3 separate regions of the Mus musculus genome follow, and all the other regions are linked to region 3. Evidence: chromatin contacts called from public Hi-C and HiChIP or PLAC-seq data. All regions are on one chromosome and are shown on one strand. The core of a region is the stretch at or near the end of the contact, and the rest is flanking DNA. Distances in the headings are between cores, read along the strand shown.

Region 1 (3,021 bases), core at 355-2,854, 330 kb before region 3:
ACCACAAGACAGAGTCGATCATGGCCATTGTGGAACATATTGCTATAACACCCAGGGCTATGATGGGACCCCAATGACACAGTCTCCTTAAGTCTTGAAGATTTTCAAACTTGATTACTGAGCAGAATATGCCCATCTTGGTGAAGAATGACTTCTTTCTTCTAAAGAACTAGAGATCTCCTTTTCCTGTGCACACATTTCTGTGTGCAACAAGTCCATGTGTGTGCCTGAGCTGTCATGCCTTTGGCTGAAGGGTCACTGAGGTGGGGTATGTCATTTTCAGTTGTGGCCTCCAGAACTCTGTATCTCACAGGAGAATATAGGTTGATTTGAAACACAGCCTAAAGAAAACAAGATGGGAAAACTCCGTTTAGAAAGTCCATATGCCATTTATTTAATATTTAACTCCAAGGAGCACTTGACTCAGCACCTCGAAAGCACACTAGTGTGGAGTTCACCTCTTATCGAGAACAAAAATAATTACTTTGGACCTATCCAGAATACAGTCCGAGCTTGAAGTGCACGAAAACCGGACATATTAAACAGTTTTCCTCTTCTGTTCAAAGTGCCAGAAAGGATCGACTACTCCTAGCTTAGTGGATCGTTAGAGAGAACAAAGACTTAGGGAGCTGAGAAGCAGGGTCTTATCTAATTATCACGTATCTAATTCTTCCTAGAACAGAAACTGGCTTAGAGAGACTGTGATTATATCGACCGACCAAGGTCACAAGTAACAGCTAAGTCCAGAATAGAAGCACCAAACTTCTTTTTTAGGACGTTCTAAACTGCCTCCCAACGAGTTGTGAATTAACTGTGACATGCTCTACGCATATAATACTTTGTGTATTAATAACTGGGCACTTGTTCTCCCAAGCGCCAACATTAGCAATCGATCGGGGTTAAAGGTACAGGAAGAAGGGTGAGATTAAAACGAGAAGGCCGCATGTGTGTGCGCGAAAAATCACAACTGAAGCAGTGCACGAGAACGAGCACAGAGTGGATTTAAGCGGGCGGGGGGGGGGGGATAATTCCCTCCGGGGCCGAGGGAGAAGGGAAGAAGGCACGCACGGGGAATAGTTGTAGACCTGAGTTCTGAATGGAGTGAAATGAGCCGGGAAAAGACCTATGACACATGGGTATGACGTATGCGTAACGGATTCCCACGGAGCAGATGCGCCAGCCCGGTCGGTGCCTGCCTCAGTTTCCCGCCCATGTAGTGGTGCGGGATGCTCTGGGATCTTCACTCACAGGACAAACGTCTTATTAAGCGAGGTCTGGGCTCGATATTTTGGAGATGCTGGGTCGACTAGGTCGAGGCGAAGACCGCCTCGTAAGCGGGTTGCACCCCCTGCGGTGACTCCCACCTCAGTCTGGTCTCCGGTGCCCGCTCCACAGCCATCGCATTTCCGGGACGGCCCGGGCTCAGCGGAACAGATTTTCTCCTCCTTATAGCTCTGTCATGAGCGCTTCAGTCTGAGCAAGCCGAATGCGAACCCTGACGGCGAGACCTGCGCGGGGAACTCGGACCCGCGCGTCTCTGGTTCACGCGGCCGCCGTGAGCCTCCCGCTCGGGTCCTCGGCGCAAGCTCCGCCACAGCCACTTCCGGTCGGTGCGCGGCGTCAATCTTCCCTCGGAAAGCCCGCGCCTGCAACTTAGAGTTTGGGGGCGCTCCAGCCGTTTCTCTGGAGCTGCAGTGTGGGGGACGTGTATTCTGTGATACCCGAGAGCATGTGGGCTTTCGTAGTCTTTTTTTTTTTTTAGGGGTCACCGAAAGTGAACTTTTTCTTTAGTTTTACGTTCGAAGATTTGGGTGGAAAGGAAAAGGCGCAGGCAGCGCAGTTTCCGGAGGACAAGGACTGCGTAGAGCAACCAGGAAGCGGCAGGGCTGGGAGTTGTTCCCGGTTCCCGCTGTGCTGTGGAGACTTCTTCACAGGGTCCCTGCGCCGAGGCCGGGCGCCCTTGGCGAGTCCCGCTCTGAGCGCTAGAACCCGGCTCCGGCCGGCCGTGCCCGAGCTGCCATGTCTTCCGACTTCGAAGGGTACGAGCAGGACTTCGCAGTGCTCACTGCTGAGATCACCAGCAAGATTGCAAGGGTCCCTCGGCTCCCTCCCGGTGAGTACCCTGCCCGGCCGGGCGGGGGCGGCCTGGAGAGCCGGGGGCCGCGGAACGCCGCCTGGGCACGCGGGGCTCGCTGGCGCGAGGCTGCTGTGGGTGGTGCTGGCGGCCCGGGGAGGGGTGCGTTCTGGGTAGTAGGTTGTGATTGGCATTAAATGTGCTTCAAATGCAAAGCACCTTCTGCGTGGAAACCATTTTGGGGGGGTGGCGCCTGTTTCCTACCCCACCGCTTTTTAAAAGCTTGTATAGCCTTGGAAACATTGCTCTGCATCTTGATTTCTTCTTTTTTCCTTTTCTTTTTTTTTTTCTATCTTTTTTTATCTTTTGTAAAATATGAGTATTCAAAGGAACTGTGTGAAAGTATCAAGATTGTGGATCTGTAAATGCAGCAGCAGCGTTGTCGTTTTAGTCAATAATTCTGTTATCCTTATTCGTGGCACACTAGAATGACGAGCTAGGATGCCTGAATTCAAGTCTAACCCTTGCCACTTAGAAGTTGTCTCCTAGGCAAGTTTTCGTTATCCTTCAAAACTTCCTTCTTGGTTCGAGAGACTCGTACCTCTCTCAGGGCGGTTGTGAAGATTAACTGATACGCAGCTGTGAAGCCCTGTGTCTTAGCTCTTGTTAGGATTCCTATTTTTCAGACCTCTGCCCTGATTCTGTGATTCTCATCTTTCTTGGGTATCTATAACCCAGTTTTATATGAAACTTCGTACAGGACAACTTTGCTCACTTTTACAATTCAGCATCCTCCAGGTATTACCCTGCATGCTAGGTTGTCAACAGTGGGAAGGTGGGAGCCTTGTCTGATTTTCTTGACATTTCTTTTCTAAGGGCTCAGATTTTTTTTTTTTTTTTTTGTGAATAAGCAAGGGATTGTTATATAATACTTTGTGACTTATAAG
Region 2 (3,191 bases), core at 395-2,894, 350 kb after region 3:
CTTCCACACATTAGGACAGTGCAGTATTTAAAAAGTAAAAAGAATTCCCAACGTTCCTTCTTCACATACGAACCAGAGCTAAGTTACTTCATCTCACTTTTCTGACCCCATTAGAAACTTGTCCTATCTTGAAAGAGTCTTGAGTTTGACAGATGAGCACAGGTCTTGGAGACCCTGCCCTGTAGCTTCTAAAACCCTACACCTTACCTCGGAGCACAGTAGGGGCTGATGCAACGGCTCCGTGCAGGGAGCAAAATGGAAGAGACCTGTCTGCCCACCGTCCCCTTTCACCCCATGTCTATCTGCCCTTCCTCCAGCGCTCAGCAAGCCCATAGGTCTCTGTATGCTTACCTGCGCTGCTCTCGGCTTGACTTGCTCATTTATTCACCAAATATTTACTGAACACCTGCTGCATACCCAGCACCATGTGAGGAACTGAGGAGAGAAACACAAACAACAGATGATCCCCCTAAGAAGCTCACAGTTCAGTGGGGGAGGAGAACCTACAAGCGAATTGATCATTAGGAATCCCTCTTGTCACTCAGGTCACTTGTCACCTCCTTCAGGAGGCCTCTTTCCTTCTCCCTTCTGGTCCTGCAGAACCGACCACTCTCTCTGTGTTGTCCTTCTTCACGGATGCTGGTCCAGTGCTCATTACATTGTGGGGAGGGGGCAGGAGCATGGATATCCTCTGGCTCACAAGCTCCAGTGGGAAACAATCTGAAGAGGGATGTTATTTCTATCTACATCTGTTTCTGTTGTTTACCAGTTGTGTGATTTAGGCTAAGTGACTTCATTTCTCTAATCTCAGGTGTCGTATGGGGTGTTTCCTACCCGGAAGGGTTATATTGAGGACTGAAAAGTGAAGAGAGCACATACCTGTAGTTACTGCTAATTTCCTTCTCCTATCTGAATTTCAGCATCTCTTAGCGCTAAGCATTGGTGGGATCACTTGGAAAGGAATAGGATGGAGTCTTAAGTCATTTAAAAGTCGGTAAATAAGTGTGGGGAGATAATTAACAGGGGAGTCTGCTGGAGCCTTGGGCTGGGAGGTAGAGGACTTCAGGATGCTGGACTCAACATCTGTCCTCCATAGCGATGGTTCTCATTGTGGGGGTGGGGTGGGTGTGTGGAACGCGGGTGATTCCCCTCCTCCAATGGCATTTTGTAAGGCCCGGAGACATTTTGGTTGTAACGATTCTAAATATCTTACAATACCCAGGATGGCCTCCTCTCGCCTCAGCAAAAAGAACCCTTTCGTTCAATATGTTTAATGGTCACAAGTTTGGGAAACCCAATTTAGAGCCTTTTTACTCAAAATGTGGTCTTCAGACCAGCAGCCTCAACGTCATCAGAGTGATCGTCAGAGTTGCAGAATCCTGGCTCTTGCCTACTACATCAGAATCTGTTTTTTATCAGCTCATTGTGGATGTGAAGACATACACTCCAGTCAGGGAAGAAGGCTTCTAGATAGGATTAGGACTGACAATGAAAAATCCAGTACTCAGGGTAGACAGTCCTCAGGCTATACAGAGCCCAGACTGTACAGTGCTCAGGCTAGACAATGCTCAGGCTAGAGAGTGCTCAGGCTTTACCCCATAGCAATGAATCAGAACCCCTGGGGAAGACCCTGGACACAGACATGTTTAAAATCTCTCAGATGATCTCAAAGGGGAGCTGGGATGGCAAGTCATCTACAAGCCCATGCTCTGATGATGTGGGGAGATTTGTCAGCGAATGTTGGTTCTAAAATAAACAGAGTTCAAGGGCTGGGGAAAGGACTCATTCAGTAAGCATTCCTACAAGCACGGGGACCCAAGTTCAACAAGCAGAAACTGGAAATGCTGGAAACTTGTAATTCTAGTGCCAGGAGGCACAGATAGGCAGATATCAAGGGATTGCTTGCTGGCCAGCCAGCCCAGCTTCAGGTCTTAGTAAGAGACGTGTCTCAAAAACAACAACAACAACAACAACAACAGCAACAACAACAACAAGGCTTTTGAAAGAGAAACTGGAGGCTAACCTCTGGTCTCCACACATATGTGCATGTATATGCATGCCACAGGCACAGTGGTGCACCCATACTTACACACAGTCTCTCTGCATATAAAAATCTGGGTAGAGTATATTCAACTATTCATGGTGCCCATTTTGTTGTGATCTGTGGAAGCTCATAGGTCCTACTAAGACAGTTGTGACCATAGTTTGAGTCATGACCACACATGCGTCAGTTTTCTTGTATACTGAATTTTTTCTTTTTGATTATCCTCTGAGGGATTTGACAGATAAGCAAACAGATGAGTGAATGGTGTTATCTAAGTACTAGTGTGGAAGATGTGTGCCCTGGATATTAGACACAGGGATCCACTCACCAATAGGCTCTCCATGGAAGAAACAGGATCCCAGGAAGGCTTCAGAGTTAGGTCTCCAAAGAGGAAAGAGCACACGTCTGCTTCCTGTCTAGGCTGTTCTGAAAAGCGAGCCTATTTAGACTTAGGGTCTAAATGCATTCCTTCTAAGCATTTCGCACTCTGACTTCTAATTAACACGGGTCCCTACTTCTTCCTGGCTCTCAGTCATTAATGATCATATCAGTGCTCAGCAGATAAAGGCTTCTTCTTACGGTGGTTGAGGGGAAAATAAGGGTTCCAGCAGGTTCTGTGGCTCCTGCCTCCTAGGTGGAATGGGAGCCCTTCTGCACACCAGTACATGAATGACCTTCACTTCTTAAAAACAGGTCATAGTTTTATCATGCTGGGATAAAGGGTTAGAAATGGGCTAACCTCATCAAACACTTCCGTATCTGATCTGACCTTCCTAGCCGAGGGTCATGGACACCATGGAAGGGTTCCATTTGCTGGGTGATTTCCAGTGTGGTTGTCTTCTCCTCTGAGTTTTGGCTGTTGAGTTAAGTGGGTGTGCTGTGGGAACTTGGGGTAAATGGCCTCATTCCTAGTGCCTGGGAAGCTGGGAGGGTGGAAAACCCATACTGTGCTTGGCTGGGAGAGTTTGTCAGTTTTCTGGGAAAACTGAGGGAAGAAGGCATGCCCCCTTGGAGGAAACAGAGGTTTAAGGGACAAGACCAGCCCTTTCCCCTCCACCTAGAAGCTAGGTCATAGGCACGCAGCCTGGTTCCAGTGGGCCAGGCTCTCCTGTCTAGGGAAAGCCCATTGGAGATTTAGAGAGCTAGC
Region 3 (2,888 bases), core at 317-2,816:
CCTATCCAAGAAACTGCCCCTTGGGGCAAAGGCAGGCCTGGTGAAGTGATCCCCACCCAACACACAGTGCCATCTGCCTCCGGGGAGAACAGCAAACCTGGAGTAGTAATGTAAGCCTTTGTTTCTCTGCTACAGCCTCCTGTAGCCTCTGGAACCTCCCCTCCCTGCTGACAGCTAAGGTATGATGGGGATTGGAACCCAGGGGGAGCATGTCTCTCCCTTCAGGCCAGACACTTACACCCTCACTCTGTGGAACTTCTCAAAACAGGGCATTTAGGAAGCGCCAGGAGGCTGGTTCCCCAAATCAGTAGGGGCCTTCACTGCTGGACCTAAACAGCAAACAGATAATGTGAGTCTCCTCAGGGTCCCTCGGCTGACTGGCAGTTTCCAGTGAGAGCTTGACCCAGGCTACCCCATGGGACAAAATTACAGTGGCCCTAGCTGCCACTCAAGAGGGCCCTTCTGTGTACATGACTACTCTGTCCTTCCATAACTTAGGTCATCCAACTGTATACAGGCCTCAGCCATACCCAACAAGCCAAGCAATCGCTGCTCCGTGTCCAAGCCGGTAGGCTCGTCGCTTTCGTAACTGCTCCCAAGCCTTCTCTCAGGATAAAAAGAGACCTCCCAAACCTAGGGCGGCCCATTGGGTGTGGCTGGCAGTCCCATATTCTCCTGGTGGTGGGGCCAGGAAGCAGAGCTGCAGACCATGGCTTCTCTTCCCGGGTGGCACCCAATTGATGGCCTGTCAGCTTCGAAAATGTTTTCATCTCTGGAAGAAACAACGCGTGAAAGAGCAGTTCTGAAAGCGGAATTAAGAGCTTGTTAGACACGGGCCTTGGGTCAGGGTAGGTGGCCTATCTGGGGGGCCTTGGAGGAGACATGCTGGGATTCTTTTTTTTTTTTTTTAACCCAGCCGTTCTCCCCCACAGTTCCCCGCTTAATGAAGCCGTTGTACAAGGCCCTGGGAGAGCCCACATGCTCCAAAGTAGTACCAAGTGTCCCATTACTGTAAACGGCCTTTTAGTTTTAAGCTAATGCTATATTTGGAAAGTAATAAATCCTGGGGAAATGATACTGAGACTAACGGGGAACATATTACCTTTCATGTGTGTTTTTCATGTTTAAGATTTCTTTGTTATTATCTGAGGAGTGAGGCTCTGCACACACTCTTGGGCAAAAAAAAAAAAAAAAAAAAAAAATAAGCCTTAAAGCAGTAATATTTTAATAAGCATCAAATGTCTTCGATGAGATAAAAGTATTATATAGTGTTTTGATATTGGGCTTTAGTTAAAGCCTCATTAAAAAAAAAGAAGAAGAAATTTTTCTCAGATGTACTGAGGGTTAGTGGGGATGTATTTTTAAATTCAGGTGGAAGGAAAAGTTCCAGTTTGGGTCAATTATGCTAATTAAATGCCACAAATGACTGAAATTGCCAGCGAATGGACTTATTTGTTGTTTATGCTATTGCCATTGATCAAAACCAGCAGCTAATGGCTTGGGAACTGGCTGGAGGCCTTGGTCTGAAGGAAGAGCAAACGCTGTGCACCAATCAGAGCCTTGGCTTACAGAAGCCTGGGGTTTCCCCAGCACTGCACTTCTTCTGTCAGAGTTTTGTGACAGCCCAGGCTGCCTCTCTGAAACTCACCTTCATTTGTCAATGAATGTTGGTCCTGTTCCCAGCCCCAGCTGGTAGGCACTGGAGGGGCCCAGGTTACAAAACGAAACCAAGACTCCTATTTCTTCACACACAGCCCGCACCCAGGCTAGAGCTCTGGGCTTGTCGAACCGAAAGGGAAAGCCATTAAGATTCTGCATTTGGCTGTAGAAAATGAGGAAACTGGGCGTTAGAGAGAGGAACTGATCTGCCCAAGGGCACACAGCAAGCTCATTGCAGAACCAAGAATAGAAAGGCTATCTCGGGAGTCCCAGTATCGGTCTCGTGCCTCACGCCCCCCCTCCCCCCCGCCCCGCTGTGATACAATGGAACTTCGGCTGCGCTCCCCTCCCACCCCCATACTCTCAGCTCCCTGCTGTGACAGTATGTCCCTTCTCAGTTGGTGACATAAGCACAAGCTTCAAGATTGGAATCAGGCAGTGGGTATGCCTCTGTGTCTTCATCTCTTAACTGAGAACAGGGTCAGGTTTCTACTGCAAAATGGAACGCCAAGGTTGAGGAGCCCGCTCCATCAGTAAAAAGCCTGCTGGTGCAAGCCTTTGGGCCTGACTCCCATCTCCAGAACCGAACCCAAGTAAAACAAAACAAAAAGGGCCATGCGCGCACGCGCACCCCCTCCCCCATACGTGCACCCCCCCCCAATCCTCCCACGGAATGCAGTTGACTCTGGAAAGATGGGACCTCAAAGCTGGCAGGGGACCCGTGGCATCAGGCTGATGTGTGGACGCCAGCATGCTCATGTAACTCCTTGACTCCAAATATTCTCAGGGTCGGCTCTCCAGGTGAATAACACTTCCAGAAAAGCTGCTACCGGAGGGAAGACATCAGGAACCTGGGAAGGAGGGGAGGTCCACAGACAAGGGTGACACCTCCACTTTGTCTCATTCAGGACCCGTTTGAGTGCTGTTCCCCATCTGCCTGGTTCCCTGGCAGGATGAGTGGGCTCTTCTCATATGAATCAGAATCACAGCTAGGCTAGCTGGGGGCGCCTTTACCTCACCAGTCTGGGCTTCTGGTCCTGCTTCAGCCACCTGACACGGAGCACTTCAGTGACTTTTCGCTCTGAGCCTCAGTTTGCTGGTGTGCAAAGTGGGAGGCCTTGTCTTGGAAAGCTGCAGTCGGCATGGCTTGCCAGGAGGCAGTTTCTGAGTATTGGGGACACAGAGCAACCAGGATTGTCTCAGCTTCGTCCTTGGGGATGTGTAGATAA

The links. A called contact is a pair of places that touch in the nucleus more often than the background predicts. HiChIP or PLAC-seq counts read pairs in DNA pulled down with a chosen protein or histone mark.
Region 1: a Hi-C map of B cells shows a contact between it and region 3, with 6 read pairs. The contact joins the promoter of Zdhhc6 here to the enhancer-like site in region 3. A contact is called at or near these places in 1 of 484 Hi-C or Micro-C datasets (B cells) and 3 of 115 datasets of contacts at active chromatin or transcription factors (bone marrow-derived macrophages, microglia and pancreatic cancer cells).
Region 2: a FOXA1 HiChIP or PLAC-seq map of pancreatic cancer cells shows a contact between it and region 3. The contact joins two enhancer-like sites. A contact is called at or near these places in 1 of 484 Hi-C or Micro-C datasets (embryonic stem cells) and 1 of 115 datasets of contacts at active chromatin or transcription factors (pancreatic cancer cells).

The regions. Positions count from the first base shown.
Region 1 is chr19:55,314,432-55,317,452 of GRCm38.p6, forward strand. Zdhhc6 (zinc finger, DHHC domain containing 6) reads right to left here and starts at 1,605. Exons shown (of 11, transcript NM_025883.4): 1 at 1,365-1,605; 2 at 1-341. The coding sequence starts at 136. Vti1a (vesicle transport through interaction with t-SNAREs 1A) reads left to right here and starts at 1,626. Exons shown (of 8, transcript NM_016862.4): 1 at 1,626-2,113. The coding sequence starts at 2,020.
Region 2 is chr19:55,994,182-55,997,372 of GRCm38.p6, forward strand. No RefSeq gene overlaps it. Among named protein-coding and RNA genes, the nearest start is that of Gm52391, 58 kb to the left of the region's middle. Within about 2 kb of position 1,645, at least 19 of the 459 cell types and tissues checked have an H3K27ac peak or open chromatin away from gene starts, as enhancers often do. A contact at or near this core is called in pancreatic cancer cells, where this site is marked.
Region 3 is chr19:55,641,780-55,644,667 of GRCm38.p6, forward strand. 4930552P12Rik (RIKEN cDNA 4930552P12 gene) reads right to left here. Exons shown (of 4, transcript NR_045318.1): 3 at 1,649-1,822; 4 at 1-772. Among named protein-coding and RNA genes, the nearest start is that of Gm41871, 58 kb to the right of the region's middle. Within about 2 kb of position 1,567, at least 219 of the 459 cell types and tissues checked have an H3K27ac peak or open chromatin away from gene starts, as enhancers often do. A contact at or near this core is called in B cells, bone marrow-derived macrophages, microglia and 1 more, where this site is marked.